Regions from separate parts of the Cricetulus griseus genome. Here region 2 is linked to region 1. A link is a contact called in public Hi-C data. All regions are on one chromosome and are shown on one strand. Each heading gives the region's core, a stretch centred on a gene start, on an enhancer-like site or on the middle of the called end of the contact. The rest is flanking DNA. Distances are from core to core; before and after follow the strand shown.

Region 1 (6,131 bases), core at 1,273-3,772:
ATGTTTTCCTTGCCCTAAGGTTGTCCCTGTGATTATGTTCACCCACCTAATAGAAAGCAAAAGAGAGTATGGAAATAAACATAGACGAGAAAAGATTTTAAAAACAAATGACTGAAAGATAAAAGGTTAACACACAATGTTAAAGTCCTTGGCAAAATTAGCAATAAGGTAGTTCTCAGCTATAATCACTTACCATCATTTGCATTATCGCAGTAAAGGCAAAGTGATACAGGACCCTCGAATCCTTTTCATTATTCATACTGAGTCCCGTTCACATGGAGCTCTGCTAGCTCACTACACAAACATTAGAGAAGAAACTACAGATTTAGTTCAAAATAAATCAGTAAACTCAGCTTGCCCACTGTGCATGGCTATCCTTGTGCTGAGAGGGATGTCTCTTTGCCTCAGTTTCTCTCTGTATAAAGCCAGGGCTTGTAATTAAGCCTGCCTCTCTGTGTGCACACACCACTCAGGAAGTTAACAGATCAGAACTGTGCTTCTCAAACTTTAATGAGGTTTTATTACAGAGCTATTTTGATTCTGGAGGTTGGGGGTAGAGCTGGGTACTTGTATTTCTAATGAACATGACCAGTGTGACTGGTCCAGACATCAAACTCTAGGTGAGATTTCAACAAATGACCGTGGTCCAAACCCCTTATTTATTATCTAAGTTGAAATTTTACTTTAGTCGGGTCCCTGGAGGGCATCATCACAAAATTAGAAATTCTTAGAACCTTAACCAAACCCAGACCAACCTTCACCTTTCTCAGTATGGGGATGGAAAGGAAATGTTGATAGTAAGCAGAACACATGCTTGCTAATAAGAGCTTACAGATGACCGGGAGGAAGGTCACCATTGGGATAAGAATCAGTTTTGTACTGGGTGTGAGGCTCTTCATCTGTCACCCAGTCAGGTCTATCTGGCCCATTGCTCATGCTATGTCCCCTGGAATGAGCATCTGCAGAAATCCCCCTTTCCTATAAACCTTAGTTCTGAAGATGCCTCCTCAGTGAAGCTTCCCAGGGTTGTTTCTATCTCCCCAGGTGAGCGTCACAGTGCCTCCCTCCTGTTTCCCACACTTCCTTGTCCCTTGGGAGTGCATTTCTAACACCAAACAGAATCAGAAAATGTTCACTGTAGCCTTACTTCTCCACTCTCTCCTTTTACCTTTGTAAAATTTAAGGAATGGGAGGCTCAACACTCATCAGTGCCTCACCCAAGAATATATGTGAGTCTTTGGCAATCACAGTGTAAGGCCACATACCCCAGTTGAGGATTCTTTCATTTCTGAACCACACAGGGCAAGTAACTGCTTAGCCAGAGCTAAAGTAAACGCCCGAAGATCTTGAAACATCTCTAGCTGAGCATCAGGCTATTTACAAATAAGGACCCCCCTCCCCTCCCCCCCCCTCCCCCCCCCCCCCCCCCCCCCCCCCCCGCCGCCGCCCCAGTTGGAACATGATAGAGGATGGGTTTAGTGATGCCATTGTCAGGGAAGTGTTTTGCTGATATCTGAACCCACACTCTTGCCCTCTGCTCTCTACTTCCGGCTTCCAGGCCCACTATGACTTAGCCATCAGTGTTGCTTGTCAGTGGCTACATCACTCAGAAGACTTAACTTGGCTCCAGTGGGAGAAACTGTAAGTTGGAATATGTTTGATGTTTTTATTTTTAATATACTTATTAAGTGTGGGTAGGGAGATAAGTGCGTACACGCATTTCTGTGAATGGATGTGGGTGTATACAGAGGTCAGAGGTCAATGTCTGTGTCTTCCTCTGTCACTTTTCATCTTAGTTTTTGAGATAGCATCTCTCTCCCACTGAAATCTGGAGCTCACCGCCAGCAAGCCTAGCTGGCCAGCCACCCCTAGGGAGCCTCCTCCTGCCCCCATCTCCATGTCCCCAGCACTAGGATTGCAGGCTGTGCCACCATGCCCAGATCTTTACATGGCTGATAAGGGAAGGTTCCAAACTCAGGTCCTCACGCTTGCACAAGACAAGCACTTTACATACTGAGCCATATCCACATCCCTTCTGGTTTTCCCTTTTAAAGAGTGACTCTCATTGATAGAGGAAGTTCCAGCCCTGTCTGTCATCTTCTTAAGGCACTCTGATCTAGAAACACAGGTCAAACTTCTTCCTCCAGCCAGAAGTCTGAAGACATGCTACAGCTGCAGCCCGAGGACATCATAGCTACGCTCACATGGTTTGTATTTCTAATCATTGGTTTCTGTCGAGTTAAAAAAAAAAAAAATCTTGTGTGGATGCTCTTTTCTGAGCAGTGTGACTTCACTGTATTATATACAAGCTGTTATTTTTAAATGGACAGTTCTGTACGTAAAGCCTGAAATTGCCTCCCAAGGACCGTCTTACACAGTTTCTGGATCATGTAAACAGCTAAGTGCTTGAGTCTGTGCGATCACTTCCTGTCCAAGATCAGCAGCATTTTCCTTCAAGTGTATCAAGCAACTCAGCAGCTGCATTCAACTGGTCAGAACAGGGAAATGAGAGGCCATCGAATAGCTCATTCCAAAGTCCAAATACTATCCTACGCTCCTGGCTCAAGGTCACAGTCAGGAATCGACAGTAATAAGCAGAAAATCCAGTTTGAACAACCTCAAGGAAGGAACAAGAGCAAGGCAGAAGGGCAGGGGTGGGGTGGGGTGGTGGTGGGGCACAAGAAATAGAGAAGACTAGGGGGGGGGGCAAGTTTGATTGCCTCTGTATATGAAAAGTTTGTGAATTGGATTGTTAGGCACAGTAATTCCAAACTCAGGGTGATGAGATGTCTCAGTGAGTAAAGAACTTGCCAACAAGCCTGACTGAGTTCAGTCACTAGAGCTCACATGATGGAAGGAGAGAACAAGTTCCCTCAAAATGTCTCCTAACCTTCACAGTTGCTCCACAGTGAAGCAAGCTCTCTCTCTCTCTCTCTCTCTCTCTCTCTCTCTCTCTCTCTCTCTCTCTCTCTCTCACACACACACACACACACACACACACACTATGATTTTTTAAACCTCACCTGATGCTACCAGGTCCTACCCCCCAGCCTCTTTCTTCTGGGTGGACACTATTAGGGTCAGCTCATTTGACAAGGTTCAGTCCAAACCAGGATGGATTTAAACAAACAACAAGCAGACATGACATGTGTCTCAGTTTCCTGATTTGTCTGGACATGGAACACACCAGCCAGACCCATTCCTAGAATCAACCAACCTCCCTAAAGCTGTGCAAGCTTCCTGTAAAGTAAGGCAGGCTCCCTCCAAGTAGACGATGAGAAGCGGAGAGGATACCTGCTAGCCAAGCCATAACCAGCCACCATGGGGCCAGTCAGCATTTGTGACAGCTCTATCGAAAACAGACAATAAGGAAAAATTCATCACTTTGTTGGAAGATTAAAAATTCAAAGTAAGTGTTACATCAACAGAAAATCAATCATATTACTCCTATTTAAAGTGTGGATAATGCCCAGCCATTGATGGTTACCTTTTTGATACCTTAGCAGGTATCAAAAAGAATAAGAAGCCTGGAAGACAGCTGGCTCTGTCAGCATTCACTGTTCGAGCAAGGGGACTTGAATTTGGTCCCCAGCACTCATATAAACTACTGGGCATGGTGGCTTAGATTTACAGTCACAGCACTGAAGAGGCAAAGAGGTGGATGGATCCCTGGTGTTTGCTGGCAGCCTATCCTTCTTGGTCCAGTGAGAGACCCTGACTCAAAAAACCAAGGTGGATGGCTCTGGAGGAATGACATCTGAGATTGGCCTCTTTTCCATCCGTATTTCCCCCTAGGAAAGTACCACTTCATGGCAGACCTGTGTATCCAAACAGAAGAGAGAGAGAAGCAGTGATCTTGTCATCTTATGCTGGAGTCTTAATGGTGAGGGAAAGAACACTGTATGCAGACATTCCATGTCTTTTTTTTTTTTTTAATTTTTCAAGGCAGGGTTTCTCTGTGTATCTCTGGCTGTCCTGGAACTTGCTCTGTAGCCCAGGCTGGCCTCAAACCCACAGAGATCCAGCTGCCTCTGCCTCCCAAGTGCTGGGATCAAAGGCGTGCGCCACCACCACCAGGCTTCATTCTATGACTTCTAAGCTCATTTTGGTACCAATGCATATTTATGTGTTTTCAATATTGATCCTAAATGCCTGGGATTTACTAAGAGTAGCATTTATGATTTTAAATGCATAATAAAAAATTTAGCTTCCATACCGTATTGCAAAAAATATTTATGGAAGAGAAGAAAAAAAGATATTAGTGTCTAGAAAACTTGTTTACACATTAATCTAGAAATTATAGTCTACTTGCTGTGCTGCCTCACACTGTATTAGACCCATTGGAGCAGCCGTAATTTTGTTTTTTAATAAAGAAAAAGCCACAATACAACAACACATTGTTTTTAATTTCACAGAACAGTATCCCAATTGAGAAAGTCCTTAAAATTTATGGGGCCTATTCCTCAGCCAATCCTGATTCTACCAAGGTAAGCCTGATATGAGACTTTTTTTTTTTTTTTTTTTTTTTTTTTTTTTTTTTTTTTTTTTTAGTTTTTAGTTTTTTTATTTGTTTTTCCAGACAGGGCTTCTCTGTGTAGACCTGGATGTTCTGCATCTCACTCTGTAGACCAGGCTGGCCTCAAACTCACAGAGATCTGCTTGACTCTGCCTCCCAAGTGCTGGGACTAAAGGCGTGCACTACTGCTGCCACCACCACCACCACAGGGAGATATGAGACAACTAATATACATGCTAGGGATTGAACTCTGGGCCCGTTTATGGGTATGCTAAGCAAGTGCTGTACCACTGACATATACTCCCAGCCCTTAGCTCATAGCTCTTTATGTCTATGTATCTGTGTCTGTGAGTATGTACATGTGTGTTGCTGGGGACTCTACTCAGAGTCTTCTACATGCTAAGCATCCGTTTTACCATTTAGCTGCATTCTCAGACCTTGGATGAGATTATTTAGCATATATATTCACATGACATATTTTCAGGCATCAGTTAAATAACAATTTTATGTCAAAAAGTAAAAACTGAACTAGTGAGATTGCAGCTCCTGCAGTAAATACTGATTCCCTGATTCAAATCCAAAAACTACGCAGTGGAAGGAGAAAACAAGCACACTCCTGCAGGCTGCCCTCTGACCTTTGCATGAAAGCTTGTGCCCACCATCCCCTGTTGTAGCCATCCATAGTAGGCCCAAGTTGCAGTGCCAATCTGTTGTAATCCGTCTTTGTGGGGCTTCAGTCAAATCCAGGTGACTTGCCAGGTTCGTACATGAGAGGGGGAGTGTGGATTGAGAAACGGCAGATAAAGACGCTAAGAAAAGACAGAGACACAGGCAATCCAGTGACTACTGGATGCCCCAAGTTTATTCTTCAACATTCTTAAGAACCCCAACCAAAAGGGGGACGTGGCAAAAGACTTCTTTATCATGTACAAGGAACAAACAGACTTCCTTAATTCTCCAAACATTTGGTAGCCACACCTTAGACTCAATTTCCTATTATCTGGCCTTGAGGGTCAAGAATAACCACACCTCAGACTAAGTGTTGTTATCTAGATAAAACATCCCTGACCAAGATCAAACATCCTACAGTAGCCACGAGTTTTGAGACAGGGTTTCTCTGTGGCTTTGGAGGCTGTCCTGGAACTAGCTCTTGTAGACCAGGCCGGTCTGGAACTCACAGAGATCCACCTGCCTGTGCCTCCTGGGTGCTGGGATTAAAGGCATGTGCCACCAATGCCCGGCTAATTCTAATTTTAATAAAGATAAAAACCAGATGCAGCTACATCTTGAGTCACACATGCTTGTAAAATACCCCCTTGTAAGTGGAGCAGTACATAGTAGCTGCCAGTGTGTTTTGTGGATGGCTGAGTCTGGCAGCAGAGAGAGCACTGGACTAGGAGTCCAGATCCCATTGTTTCTGCCCACTGTAACTTCTCACTGGTGCTTTCAGTACTGTGGACCTAGAAAGTCATACTCTGCCATTTGTTTGATTTATTCTACCATTCAGAATGAGGACCAGATCCATTAGGCTTATGCTCAAGCATAAAGACCCAGCTAATGGTGGCCACCTGCCTTTTCTCATTGACTTCCCAACTGCCAAATGTGTCCTAGGGAC
Region 2 (5,745 bases), core at 1,592-4,091, 50 kb before region 1:
TGATGATAGCAGCTGACCTTCAGGGTATAGTCCTTCTGGACATAACATGTTGAAGGCACATATTTATTTTCTGGTTTGGTGGACTCATTTCCAACATTGCCTGTCTGGCACCTATAATGAATCGATTGTCTAAGAAGCTCTGCTTCCCTTTGGCAGATAAGGCAAAGGCTACCAAGGGTTTTTTTGTTTGGTTGATTGATTTTGTTTTGTTTTATTGAAAGACTCACTTCTAGATAGAATGTAGTGAAATTATCACTCCTTCATGCTGTATGTGGAAATATAAATGTATATATGCTTCCAGAAAAATGATTTGGTGGACCTAACAAACACCTTTAAAATATTTATATTCTTTGATCCAATACTTCGAGTTCTACTAATCTAGCTTAAGGAATTGATACAAGCATTTTTTGTGGGGGGCGGTTTCCAGGTAGGTTTTCTCTGTGGCTTTGGAGGCTGTCCTGGAACTAGCTCTTGTAGACCAGGCTGGTCTCGAACTCACAGAGATCCACCTGCCTCTGCCTCCCAAGTGCTGGGATTAAAGGCGTGCAACACCACTGCCCTGAGATACAAGCATTTTTTTGTTGTTTTTTTTGGGGGGGTTTGTTTTGTTTTGTTTTTTAAGACAGGGTTTCTCTGTGTAGCTTTGGAGCCTGTCTTGGCACTCGATCTGGAGACCAGGCTGGCCTCGAACTCACAGAGATCTGCTGCCTCTGCCTCCGGAGTGCTGGGATTAAAGGTGTGTGCCACCAAAGGCCGGCTCAAGATAGAAGCATTTTTAACAAGCAATATAAATATGTGTTTTACACTGTTATTGATACAATAAGGAAATAAAACAGAAACAACCAACACAAATGACTCCAAAGTAATAGAAGCAGTTCTACTCTGCTCAGGACAAATGGCCTGTAAGTATGCCAATTGATGGAAAGTTTGTAATCATCAAAATTGTGTTTTCTAGCCAGGTATCATGCCTGTAACCTCAACACTTGGAGGATGTGGAGGCAAGAAGATCAGGAGTTGTAGGCTAGTCTCAGCTACCTAGAAAATTCAATGCTAGACTAGACTCCATGAGAAAATCTTTATTAAAAAGTGTTTTCACAATCATCTTTCTTTTCTCCCTTTCAAAATCTCTCATTCACAATTCAGTCTTTTGCAGCATGGCTCCTATCATAATCAATTTAGAATCATCCTACTAAAACTGCATCCACGAGGTCTTCCTACTTGTCAAGTTATTTCCAGGCTCTGTCTTTTTCTTATCTTTCTTAGTCAAGTTCTAGGATTGTTAAATGTGAAAGTCTGTGGGACAGGAAAATGGGGGTATCCAGGAGGCAGCGAGCTACATGTATCTGGAGCTCAGAAGAGGCAGCTGAGCAGGGGATGTGAACCTGGGTTTCTTTAGTGTCAGTTGCTAGCACTGAAGACAGTATATAAGCTCATTGAGAAGTACAGTCACCAGACCAGCCTAGTAGGCTAGAACTTGACTCATTATCATGGCCATCTGTGAGTTCAGAGGCCACCCTGGTCTCCAGAGTGAGTTCCAGGACAGACTCCAAAGCAATACAGAGAAACTCTATCTTGAAAAACAAAAAACAAAACAAAACAAAATTACCTTCGTTCTGTATGATATCCTGTGCATTCTTTTTACCTTTTCCGTCACATATAATCAATACTCTTATTGTGTTATATTCTATGTTTCCTGAATTTATTCTAGAATGCTTTCTAGAACATGAATGGATATGAATACTTTTATTAATAAACTATATGATCCTGGTGCGGTAGGAAGTAACATTTACAATCTCCTGTGATTTATGGTATGATACGATTAGAGGTGAAAAGATAAACTCACATACTTCTCTAATCATTTCATAAGAATAAATTGAAGTGGGTGCTTGTATCCCGTTAATCCACTTGACGTATATATCCTTTTCCACCTTGGAAATACTAGCTCCCTCTAGTGTCCAAAATGCATCTTGTTAGCCTATACAGTACAATGTTGTATGTTTTAAAAGTGAATTTTGGAACGTTGAACCTTGAGCAGCCAAGGATCTATTGTCCTACAAGTCATAATATTCTTATTTTCAAAACTAAGGAACACATGCAGAAAAGAAATCTCTGAAGAGAGAAGAATGTTTTTAAGCCACTCTTGAGAATTCTAAGATCCCGGACCCTGGATCTCTATCTAGTGCGGCTTCATCGGAACCTAGAAAATAAACTTCATTGTCTTCCATGGCAAATGGTGAGTGGGGCTTATTTATAAATGGTAACAGCTGGGAATACAGATCGTTGGCGGTGGAGGGAATTATTGAGGTGATATGGCGGCCGGTTCAGCCTTTGCATTCTAGCAGCGTCTATAGTCGCCCCCACGTTTGAGGCCCCCAAACGCATACTCTTCAGAAGCACATTCCATCTTAAGAGGCATCCAGAAAGGCCAAGAAGGGAACCTGCCAAAATCCAGTCTCAGGAGCTCTCCCTGGGTGAGAACCAAGACACTGAGCGTTCTGGAGCCTGTCGGTAGGTGGCATTCTTGCTCCTCAGCGGCAGGGTGTCCCCGAGGAATCCCGGCGGCGTGGCAGCCCCCATCCCCCACCTGGAACACCCGGGAGGACCTAGCTCTCCTCTCTCTCTCTCTCTCTCTCTCTCTCTCTCTCTCTCTCTCTCTGTCTCTGTCTGTCTCTCTGTCTCTGTCTCTGTCTGTCTCTGTCTCTGTCTCTGTCTCTGTCTGTCTCTGTCTCTCTCTCTGTCTCTCTCTCTCTGTCTCTCTCTCTCTCTCTCTGGCCCCGCCCACCCCAAGGAAGTCCGCGCGCGACGAATGGCGTCGTGGAGGGGGCGGGGCTACGGGAGGTGGGCTGAGGGGGTGGGGCCTGGGAGGAGACAAAGCCGGGAAGAGTTAAAAAGCCTTGACCCTGCCCCCGGTCGTCGGTGCGAAGGTTGTGGCGGATGCTGAGCCAGCAGCGGCGGAGTTGAGTTGAGACAGGCTGTGTACGCACGGGCGTGAGCCGGTGAGTAGCCGGGGCGCCCCGGGCTGCAAGTGGGTGCTCTTTCGCCTCCCTGCTGGTGCCCCAAGCTAGGCTCGGCAGCCGCCGCCCCTCGTCGTTAGGCTATTCCGTGGAAGGCTGGAGTGAAAAGGAAGCCAACTCAGCTCCTGGCTGTGCAGAGATGAACCCAGTGGAAAGGCCCTGGTGCGCCGAGGGACACTTCCCAGAGTTTGGGCTTAGGGAAGGGAAGTGGGGGTAGCGGAGAGCGGCTTGCCTTTCTGTAAAGAAGGGCGCTCCCGAGGGTGGGGTCGTAAGATTCGGGCCGCAGGGACGTTGCATGCTGTGACAAGTGCCAAAGCAGATCTACACCGGCGGAGGAGAATCTAGCTGTGGGGAGAACGCACAGAACTCTGAGTCTTGGGTGTTAGAGGAAGAAAGTATGCGACCTTAGGGAACGGGTTGCAGAAAGGGTGTGAGCCGGGAACTATAGGCGTGTGCTCAGTACTCATCAATGTTCGGGAGGGGGGTGGGACCTGCCTTGAGGCCGGAGAAGTGCTAGTGAGATTGTTCGTGAGGGAGGGGATGAGGGTGGGCGGGCCTCCAGCTTCAATCTGGAGTGTTTGCTTAGCCACTTGGGGGCGCCCTGAGGATTGGAGAAGGACTCTTTCCCCTTCTTCCTGCTCCTCATGGATTTGAGTTCTGGAGGAGTTCTGCAGCCAGCTGGGTGGACCTGGTATTAAAAGGTCCTGGCACCGCTGAGAGATAGGACAGGCGTGAGGATCTAGAAGAAGGAACCGAGTCAGCTTCAGTTTTAGACCTCTTGCACAATGCCAACAAGGATATCTGCTGGCTTACAGTGTCACCCGAGGTCGAACAAACCAGAAACCCACAAAAAGCCAGGAGCAAGGCGCTTGCTCTGGGACTCACCCTCCGTGAGCGCATGCATAGATATTTGTAGTCTTTTGACTTTTATTTGGAAGGCTTCTGTGCAAAGAAACTGCCCTTTGCCTCTCCAGACACACTCAGCACTGTACTTTAAACCAGATAAACTGGGCTGTCAGTCTGGTATTAAAACCAACCAGATCCTCCTGGCAGGGGTGTTTGTATGTTAAGACTTTCTGTTCCCGATTTTGCTTTGTTTTGGAAGAGAAATTGAAATTACAGTCGTCTGAGTCAGCAAAATTAAGAGGCCTTGTTATGGAGGTCCATTCACCATCAAGGTGAGAATTAGCAACTTAGCCCTTCAACCTGCTTTCTTTAATGTGGCCACACTGTACAGTTAATTGGGCGTGGGTGCAAGTTTAAGTACTGCAAAAGAGGGAAAAGGGAATTTTCCAACAATATACTGCAACTCATATGTTTTGCAACTTGAACACAGCTGAATAAATTGGTTCAAAATAGAAGCTTGAGATTTATGGAAATTAAGTATGGTAAAGGGCTCCTATTGCTTCAACTAGTCTGTTGTCATTACTATGTTTATTTTTCTGGAATTGCACAAGCATGTCAAGAGATTGGAATTTAGCTGCCTTCAGACTATATAAATGAGCTAGTAGCTGAAGGCCTTGGATCACAGTTTCCTTCAAAGGTTGGGGTTGGGTGGATTCAGAAAATTAAGACCCAATGATAAATGGGATCCAGGGATATGTAGAGCCCGTGTCTCATGGAAAGCAAATTCAGAATGCAGTAATAGTCACAGTACAGCTTCACTTTTTTTTAGTTAACAGGTGCTAAAAAAAAACAAAAAAGAATAGAGTGAGGGAAATCTGGCATGTATCATTATTGTGTTCTGAGATATAGGATGATTATGGCAGAGTACATATTCACCAAGGAGGAAATAACAAACCAAAACAAAAATGGCAGACATTCCAGGCATTGTGATCTTTTATTAGCTGTATTTGCCATCACAGGAAAATAGCCTAGTCATAACTGTTGTGTAATGCTGTGTAGGAACATGGCCGTGAAAAATGTAGTATCAAAAACAAGATAAGTTTGCTGTCTTGTTTGGCTTTGTTTGGGTTTAAAGCCCGGTTGTGGTGAAAATGGGATTAATTATGGGCTTTATGCTCTACTGTAAGTTAATCTTTAAGTTGTATCTGACAGGTAGTATTGGTTCACCCATACCAGTTTGTTGATTTCTTCTAATTGCCTTCCAGAAACTTCTCTGGTAGTGGACTAAGGGTACCCCAATACTGGAAATAGGATTCTAGAATTGCAAATCTAAGAAGTTAAGATGGGACTTGAGAATTGAGAAAATATTCCTGGTTTCTTGTGAGGATTTGAGACCTACTGTCTAATAATCACTACTTTTTTTTTAAAATTTAACTTTAGGGTCCAATTAGTTTAGCTGTACTTTTCAAGATGACTTTAGGCTGTTATCTAATAATTGTTTTAAAGTCCCAAGACTTTCCTGGTTCTTAGCTACAACTGAGAGAAATCTGCAATTGCATTTTTTGGAAATCAATATCCCATTATAGTGTCTGTTGTGTGTGACAAGACTTTTCCTGGGGAGATGCAACACACATCTAGTCACCCCAGATAGAGTTCCCACAACAGATCAAATAAGGATATCACCAAAGCCCAACTTGGTAAGCCAATGAGTATTATTGGGATTACAGGAATATGTGTTAGAGGTTTCAGACAGAACCAGAAATGACCCAAGAACAGCTGCATCACCAAAGCCCACCTCAGCATGGGTGACCACTCACAAAAGCTGGGAACCTGCAGGACACTGCACAGCCTGCAGGCAGCTCAACGGGTTGGAGAGTGTCCTTTC

Evidence for each region. Hi-C and Micro-C count contacts between places; a contact is called where the count stands out from the background.
Region 2: a Hi-C map of liver shows a contact between it and region 1, with 3 times the contacts expected there. The contact joins the promoter of Idh1 here to the enhancer-like site in region 1. A contact is called at or near these places in 5 of 8 Hi-C or Micro-C datasets (the CHK-Q cell line, the CHL-YN cell line, the CHO-K1 cell line and 2 more).

What each region holds. Positions count from the first base shown.
Region 1 is chr2:419,094,587-419,100,717 of CriGri-PICRH-1.0, reverse strand. CUNH2orf80 reads left to right here. Exons shown (of 8, transcript XM_035439236.1): 3 at 1,559-1,641; 4 at 3,796-3,883; 5 at 4,416-4,487. Among named protein-coding and RNA genes, the nearest start is that of CUNH2orf80, 4.9 kb to the left of the region's middle. Within about 2 kb of position 2,522, at least 1 of the 6 cell types and tissues checked has open chromatin away from gene starts, as enhancers often do.
Region 2 is chr2:419,144,985-419,150,729 of CriGri-PICRH-1.0, reverse strand. Idh1 (isocitrate dehydrogenase [NADP] cytoplasmic) reads left to right here and starts at 2,841. Exons shown (of 9, transcript XM_027397107.2): 1 at 2,841-2,996. LOC103163833 (a long non-coding RNA gene) reads left to right here. Exons shown (of 3, transcript XR_004768680.1): 2 at 2,087-2,233; 3 at 2,340-2,674.